Linked DNA regions of Mus musculus: region 1 is linked to region 2. A link is a contact called in public HiChIP or PLAC-seq data. All regions are on one chromosome and are shown on one strand. Each heading gives the region's core, a stretch centred on a gene start, on an enhancer-like site or on the middle of the called end of the contact. The rest is flanking DNA. Distances are from core to core; before and after follow the strand shown.

The links. HiChIP or PLAC-seq counts read pairs in DNA pulled down with a chosen protein or histone mark.
Region 1: a contact with region 2 is called in an H3K27ac HiChIP or PLAC-seq map of large pre-B cells, with 2.2 times the contacts expected there. The contact joins two enhancer-like sites. A contact is called at or near these places in 4 of 39 promoter capture datasets (3T3-L1-derived adipocytes, the C10 cell line, hippocampal neurons and 1 more), 1 of 15 datasets of contacts at CTCF or cohesin (CD8 T cells), 1 of 484 Hi-C or Micro-C datasets (bone marrow-derived macrophages), 3 of 115 datasets of contacts at active chromatin or transcription factors (embryonic stem cells and large pre-B cells) and 3 of 9 other capture datasets (adipose tissue, liver and pancreatic islet).

What each region holds. Positions count from the first base shown.
Region 1 is chr2:119,806,981-119,811,221 of GRCm38.p6, reverse strand. It overlaps Tyro3 (TYRO3 protein tyrosine kinase 3), which reads right to left. Exons shown (of 19, transcript NM_019392.2): 7 at 3,210-3,387; 8 at 2,344-2,489; 9 at 1,675-1,819; 10 at 1,188-1,317; 11 at 1,005-1,105; 12 at 649-744; 13 at 281-361. Among named protein-coding and RNA genes, the nearest start is that of Tyro3, 9.6 kb to the right of the region's middle. Within about 2 kb of position 2,146, at least 39 of the 459 cell types and tissues checked have an H3K27ac peak or open chromatin away from gene starts, as enhancers often do.
Region 2 is chr2:119,697,330-119,701,423 of GRCm38.p6, reverse strand. Rtf1 (RTF1, Paf1/RNA polymerase II complex component) reads right to left here. Exons shown (of 18, transcript NM_030112.2): 3 at 159-306. Among named protein-coding and RNA genes, the nearest start is that of Rtf1, 24 kb to the right of the region's middle. Within about 2 kb of position 2,788, at least 35 of the 459 cell types and tissues checked have an H3K27ac peak or open chromatin away from gene starts, as enhancers often do.

The DNA.
Region 1 (4,241 bases), core at 897-3,396, 110 kb before region 2:
GGCCTCTCCCTTGATTTTGGCAGCTCAGGAGCTCCGATCACAGCCGCAATCACCCAAGAGTGAACGGTGAGCGCCGTCACCGCTGACTGCAGGGAGCAAAGCTGGGGCACGAATCTTTGCGTGGGCTTATGCTTTTGAATTATTCACGTGGTGCAGTCAGCATCCCTGCCACTGCTGAGTAGCTTCTTGGGAAATCTCAGGCAGAGTGGCGCCTGCTCCAGATCAGTCCCTCCCTTTGCCCTCTTCCCTACCTGGCAACAAACCCTACTGTCTAACTCACCTTTCAGCATCTTCACTGCCACTTTCACGAAGGAGCCATCTTCCTGCTTTAGCTGGGCTTCCCGCACTGATCCAAACTCTCCTAAGCAAGAAATCAATGGACAGCGTGAGACACCTCAGGCTCCCCACACCCTTCCCTCTCAGGTGACTCTTCATATGGTCATAAAATCATCAATTAAGGCTCTTAGAAGAGTCTGTGTGGGGAAATGGCTCCTTGCCTCTACTCATGATCCCTTGTAAAACCCCTAAATCAGGCATCCATAGGTATATCTTGTTTATAGGAGCTGACCCAAATTCATACCCTGGAAGCAACTGGAACAAGCCATGCAGAGAGGGCAAACTCATGCTAGTCCCCCACAGCCCCCGCACCTTTGCCCAACATCCGACCGAGGGTGAACTGCTGCTCTGGAATGAGGACATCCTCCAGCTTTTCCTTCAATTCATCGCTGATGCCCAGGCTATCCACTGCAGGGAGGAGGTGAAAGGGAAGCGAGGCTGCAGTCAAATCCACACTCCAGCCTACAGCTCCACCCGGCTTTCTGCCCTCAGCAGAGCCTGGATCTCCCACACTGTGGTGATAAGCTCTCCCAAGCAAGTTAGGGTGTCCCTTTTCACTATGCTGGGACTTAGAAAGGTTCAGGCTCTTTAGCTGGATAAAGGAGTTGGTAAGAGGTAGGAACACAAGATAGTCTGTCTCTTCCCTTCTGTGATGCTCCAGCACTCACATGTGGCCTCAATGCGTTCAGGCCTTTCTCGATTGAAAGATCGGGCTGCCCGGAAGTGTACAGCTGGCTCCCCTCGGGCCATGACACTGTCAAAGGCTTGCCTAAAGAGAAACCCAGACATCAGGTAAATCACAAGGCCCCCTGTTACCACCTTCTTCACTGGCCGCTGTCCCACTTCCTTACCCGAAACGCGTCTCCTTGCGTCTCTTCCGAAGCAGGATGAGGGCCAAGGCAGCAGCTGTGATCAGGGCGGTGAGCACGCCCAGGACCACAGGCACCCAGGATGTGCGGCTGTGGGGAGGGCCCTGCCTCCCTGGGAAAGGGAAAGGCGTTGTCATGAGCCAGGCTGACACCAAAATGTCCTTTTAGAACTGTCCTAGGGTGGCCACCTCACCTAGTCTAGCCAAAAGATTTCCTATGCTAAGCAGGGTGTCAAATCAAAAAGACCTCAAAGATCCAAATGCTTGTACCTGAGCAGTGACAGACTCTCACTGCTGTCACCTGCAGTGTGACCAAAGCAAAGGGAGGAAAACCAAGACAGAAACACCAGTCATGTGTGTGTGTGTGTGTGTGTGTGTGTGTGTGTGTGTGTGTGTGTGACCAGCCTCCTCCTATCAGTCGGTGTAATCCCTGAGAGCCTTGCACCCTACGCCTGCCCTGCATGCCTTACCTGCATGGTCATGAGAAGACACCACCAGTGGCTGACTCCAGGGCCCATCACCAATTGCATTGGAGGCACACACACGCAAAATCAGGTCCTTCTGGGGATCCCAGTCGGTCAGATTGGCCCTGGTCCCTTCCACCATCAGCTCATCCTGTAACCAGGAAAAGCCCCACCCTTACACACAGCCTGGGGAAGCCTCCAGCTGGGTTGGGAGGCCAGAAGAAAGTTCAACTAAGGAATTAGGGAACCTTAGGGGTGCAGTGAGTGTTAGGGGCTACAGAACACAATCCCCTGGGAGTCACCACATTCCCGCCCTGGACTGCAGGGGAGAGGCCTCTCTGAAACATAAACAATCCTCACCGCTACAAGAGGGTGACAGGAAGGAGAGCAGGGACTGGGGACAAAGCCTTATCTGTGTCCCCTGCTGCCCCCATCCTTGCAGGGGCAGGGCTAGGCTTCCCGATTTGCATACAAAGCGGCCACAGGGCTATCCCAGAGGAGAGACAAACCAATGAGACAGGGAGTGTGCCTAGCCAGGAGGTGGAGGGTATTCCCTGGGGCTGCCTGTGGGAGCCCCAGACTTTCCAGAAGCATTCTAAAGCTCTTCTAAGTCTCAGAAGTACAGGGTAGACTCTCCAGCACAGTAGGGGGAGCAAAAGGAACTGTCTCTCTTACCTGGGTTCCATTTTCTTGGACCCAGGACAGCTTATAAGGTCCTAGGGGGCCTTCCCCAGGGTCCTCAGGAATCACTTCTTCCCATTCCAGGATAAGGCCTGAGTCGGTACGAATGGCATGGAAATTCTGAGGAGCTCTGGCTGGCGCTGTACCCAAAGAAAGAAAGCTCTTAGGAGTCCCTGCCTTCCCTACCATCATTATCCCACACAAACCAAGAGCTGAAGAGCTCAGAAAGCAGAGGGTGAGGAAAGGGCTGGCCTCCCAGCTGCAACTGCTAACACCCCCTGTGTTGGGGAGGGAAGCCTGGGCAGGACAGAAACAGCCCAGCCCCCACATCACTATAGCTGTGACTCTTCATCACCCTGGTACTGCTTTGCCCTCCCCCCACCCAGCCTCATTTAACAAGCAGAGAACGACAATCAATTCCTGGGCAGTGTTCTTTTGACTTGCTGTGTCCTTACCTTGCTGCACTTTCCCACAAAATATTTATATGTCTTCTTATCCTGCAGGCCTACTCATGCCTCTGTCACCCAGGCCTTTCCAACCCAGAGCCCACTTATTCACAATGTCAGAAGGCTGGCCACCCTAGCAGGATCTTTCCCTTTTCAGGGGTACTGGAGATTGAACCTCTAGCCAAGGAATCAACCAATGAGCTGTATTCTAGCCCACTTTAGGGCATTTTGCTTGGGCACCCTGAAGTATTCTTATACTCTCCTGTCTTTCCCAGTTTGCTTATCTATCTGGTCCTTCTATAAGAACTAGATACAACATGGTATGCAGTAACATGTAGTAGGTGCTCAATAAGCGCTCACTGAATGAGTGATGCCTTCCCTCTCCAGCCCTGCCCCTCCTGCTGAGTTTCTTACCTAGGCCCTTTGTCTGAAAGGGCACCCAGTCGCCGTAGGGAGAAGGGCCCAAGGCATTGGCACAGCGCACCCTAAGGCTGTAGTTGGTGGCAGGGGCCAAGTTCCGAAGCAGGCAGGTAAAAGGTGGCACAGGAACCACAACAGCAAGGGCCTCCCATTCTCCTGGGGCGTGTGCCACCTTCAGAAAACAAAACAGAAGCAAAAGACAAAAACCAGAAAAGGACAAACCCAGTGAGCTCAGATAAGGAGTCAGGTCTCTGAGATGAGATGGAAGGCAGGATAGGTATAGCATGGGAGATTGAACAAATACTTCCTCTAAGTCTGTCAGCAAGCTCACCCCTGTATTTTGCAGATACTATTCCTTTCTTGGAATAACCTAAAGGAGTCCTACTTACTGAGACTGAGCGCAAGCTCAGTGGTAGACACGGGTTCATGGGCAAGGCGATACCCAGCAAGGAGCAGGGGGTCAAGACAGGTGGGTGTCCCTTTTCTTGTTTTTGAGATGGGATCTCACTGTGTAGCTTTGGCTGTCCTGGAACTCAGTCTGTAGACCAGGCTGGCCTCGTACTCAAATATCTGCCTCCTGAGTGCTGGGATTAAAAGCATGCACCACTACGCCAGGATAGTGGATAGCGTCACTTTCTTGATGGCTCAGCAACTCCAGAAAACTCTGCTTGCCTATTTGTACTTAGTGTTTGATTGTTCCAGAGTGTTTGCCATCTCTGTTTACTCTCTGCCCCAAAGCTCAGAGCTTCTCACAGTGAGAAGAATGGGGGGCAGAGAGCACTATGAGCCAGCTTCTCGGGTTACATTTTAGGGGCCCAGAACAAGAATACAGAGGAAGGCTTATGTGTGTGCCTGGAAAGGCAAGTTCAGCAGCAGTGTGCTCACTTAATGTTAGTCCAAAAAAGCCCTGAGTTCAATCCTTGGCAGCCCCAGCTCTCAACACACACAAATCCTTCTACTCCATGGTTCAATACTTAAACATTAAAGATCTCCCAGTATATTTATTTATTTATTCACTTATTTATT
Region 2 (4,094 bases), core at 1,539-4,038:
CAGACCAATAATTTCTCAGAAAAGAGAGAAGAGAACACTCAAAATTGAGCCTAACACAGGAGATCTATGGTCACACTTCAGCAGCCTAACCAACCCTTTGGTATTAAAGACCCATGGCCCCTTCTCCCCACTCCTGCTGGACTGGATGCTGGGCTCACCTTCCTCAGGGGCAGAGCTCTCAGCTGAGCTGTCTCTGTCTGAGCTGCCCGAGGAGGCAGCTTTGTTGGCTTGCTTCTTCATGGCTCCTTTCTTCTCTACTTTTCTGGTTTTTCCTTTCTTCTTATTTTTATTGCTCCCAAATGTCCACTATAAGGAGGGGAAAAAGGAAAATTGAAATAGGACTAGGCACTTTAATGAAGTGATACACGCTTATAATACCAGTACTTGTGAAGGGGAGGCAGGGGGATTCCGAGTTTAAAGCTAGTCTGGAGCCACATAGTAAGACTGTGTTTTTAAAAACAAACACAAAACCAAGAGAAAACAAGTTTTTTCTATTTTTTTGTGGTAGAGATGGCACCAAATGCTGAGGGCTAGCATGCTGGGTTAGAGTACTTAGGACAGCTGAGCACTCATGTGGGTCTCAGGAAGACAGAGCTTCCTGCAGGAGAAAACAACAAGAAACACAGGGAGAAAGGACAAGAGCCACTCTTTGGCATGAATAGCACTGGCAACTCCAAGGAAGCAGTAAGTAAAGTTAGACTGTTAAGTCTGAATACTGAATCTTGTTTTTAAAAAAAATCTGGCCTGTGAAATTGCTGGGGAGACAGCTCAACAGTTTTATGTCCACCTTGCTCTTGCAGAGGACCTAATTAAGTCACACAGACAAGCACCAAGTCCCACTGCTAGTTAGTACAGAACTAACTCACAAATACACTGTGCTCCAGTGTCTCCTGCTTTCTGCTGTTTTCCTTACTTTGCTGTGGGTAGTGCACAGTACATGTGGATGTGAGAGCATTTGTAAGCTTGTGCATGTACAAGCCAGAGGTCAATGTCAAATGTCTATTTCTCAACTGATCTCCACTTCAGTGTTTGAGACAGGGTCTCTCACTGAGATTGGTGGAAAGGAGCTCTGGGATGTCTGTCTTCATTGGCCCCAGCGGTAGAGTTATAGACATGCACCTCCGGCTTTTATGTGGGTGCTAGGGACCTGGACTCCTGTTTTTATGCCAGCACGGCAGGAGCTTTACTGACTGCAATATCATAAAGACTGGAGACTGGAGATGACTCAAAAGTTAAGAGTTCTGGCTGCTCTTTCAGAGAATTGAGGTTTAGCTTCCAGCATCTACATGGTAGCCATGTGTTGAGTCTAATTTTAGGAAATCCACTGCAGTCCAAGTGTTGCAAGCAAAATACCCATACATACTTTTTAAAAGTAAACTGGATTATGCTGTAACAGTGTTTCATTAAATCATAAACATGAGGTCCTGGAGTTCTAAACTTAAGGAACCTGAAATCTGGTCATTAAAACAATAGGTAGCACATGCTTGCAATTCTATCCAAAAAGTCTTCTGATATTTTAACCTGCTGTTTTAGAATGACTTTAGCTGAAAAACAAAATGATGAATTGTAGTCTACTTTTTAATTTCCATTCTACAAGGAATGTCTACTAAATTATGATGACCCTTTCATCAGCACAGAAGATTCAAATCTGTAAACTAAAATTTCAGCCGGGCAGTGGTGGCTGCCAGCACTTGGGAGGCAGAGGCAGGTGGATTTCTGAGTTTAAGGCCAGCCTAGTCTACAAAGTGAGTTCCAGGACAGCCAGGGCTATACAGAGAAACCCTGTCTCGAAAAACCAAAAGCCACCCAACCAAACAAACAAAAAACCCTAAAATGTCTATATCTACTATTTAGCAAAAATACAGCATCTTTGCTCCTACTCTAATAGGATGACGGTAAACCCAGTGCAGTACATTTATGATGGGTAGTTTCTGTTGTTTTGGTAATTCTGGAGAAGTAGCCATCCTATTAGTTTCCCACAGAGGCTATCCCTAAGACCCACACTCTTACTTCATCTTGATAAAGACACTGTTGAAGATGACTTGCTCTGTTTTTGAAGACCAAGTCTTCCTACAGAGCCCAGGTAGAACTCAATCTGTCACTGCTCCCGAGTGCTGACTTACACCTGGGACACAGTCCCTTTAACTGCCACTTACTTTTCCATTTAATGAGGAATGAAAAGAAAACACCTGCATGTTATGAAATACTATGAGAGTGAATAGTGCCTGTTATACATAAATTTGCATTCCAACACCTAGATCATCATCTAGAACGAAGTTGTAATTTTCTCTTAAACCTGAAGTTTTAGGCATTTCTAATTTTAAATCCTTAAGGAATATGATTTTCAAGTCAGTGTAAAATAATTCAAAACAGTCCACAATGTTCAGTTTTTGCTAAATGAGCTAAAACTACATCAATTTTTTATGCAGACAATATTAGAACCAGTAATGTATATTGTTCCATTGATTCTTGTTACAAGAAATAGCACAAAAATGCACATAGTACTCTGTATCTATTGTGTTAGGAAAATGGCCTCAATCCACTTTTCCCAAACAGTGTTTGAATACTGTGGACTCCTCAACAGAAATGTGAGGTGGTTTAGAGTAAAAGGTTGCACTATCAGGGTCCCATGTGAGCCAGAGTGGCTAGGGCTGGTTTTGCCGACAGGTGTGGGTTTCTAATGTGCAACAGAGCCAAACTCTGGATTCCCTGGGGAGGTGGGCACGGACCAGAGCAAAAACTACCTAGAGTCACACTAGTGAAGCCACTGGCTTCTTGTCCTTCCACTTCCTTTTTCTCTGCCTAAGTGTGAGCCCAGCAACTGTTGCATAAGACACTGCTTTATGGGGAGGGACAAAAGACAAGGGTTAAAATGGAAGAAAAACAGAAAAAACTTAAATGCCAATTTAAAAGAGAGCTTTTTGCTAAACCTAAATGTGAAAAGGGTATTGGTTGATTTTCTTCCAACAATTTCCAAAAGAAGATACAAAGCTGCACCACACACCCACCAGCCCCCATGAGCCTGACTCAGGCCTCCAAAGGAAAATAGCCAATTAATGCAACCAGTGACCCTATGGGGAATTAGAATGCTGTACCTAAAGCCAGTGAAATGTTCAGTGGGTAAGGGAACTTGCTGCCAAGCTTAATGACTACATAGTGGGAGCAGAGACCCAACTTCTGACAGTTGTGCTGGCCTCCAACATGTGTGCTGTGACTTATGCCTGCCCACAAAAAAATTAATGAAAACACTTTTTAAAAAACAAATTTCCGGCTGAAGGTGTCCACCTGATGACCAAACACTCGGTGGAGTCCAAAGACTTCTGTTTAGTTCTGAGCACCTAAGTACAGGGAACTGTTTGTATTCCTACTACCCATGGGTAAATACTTAAAATCTGAGAATTTCAGGGAGACTCAAAGAGTTCCAATAATCATCCCAAGATTTTTTTTTTTTGGCCTCTGGAGAGTAGATCATATTTGTAGTATTTTACAATAAAATCTATAAGTCAGATATTCCTATGTTTTTGGTCTAAGCACATATATCAAATATTGTGCAATACCTACTCTCCCACAATACAGATTCTATTAAAGTATAAGGGAAGACAGGCAAGAGAAACAATACAGAATTATCTTATTCATCTTTAAGCTAGAGACTGCTCACCTGTTCCTTCAAAACCTTTATTCCCTTGTCCTGTGACTCTCAACACAGGACAAATGAAGTCTTTCATTGTCAGAGTGAAACAGTAAGGGGAGTGAGGAAAAACAGGTCAGAATTGATGTTCTGATTTTTCCTCCAGGAAGGACGAAGTAAAGGAATGAGCTAAATTTCATGATTTGTTCGGGGACTGAGGCAGTAGTGAAGGGGTAGCTCTGTTGCTACCTGTGAAAGGTGCAAGCCTCTATTTTCTTATCTGAGGAATACAGGAGTCCAGGTGATCTCTAAGATCCTTAGCATTATGGGATTTTTATATGAACTGGGTGTTTGACAGGAGGGCTCTGTATTTCTTATTCTAGATACTAACAGCCACATGAGAGGTATCTAAGAAGCCATGGTTTCTGAACTTTGGTGTTTTGTTTACTTTTTATCCTGAAGGTTG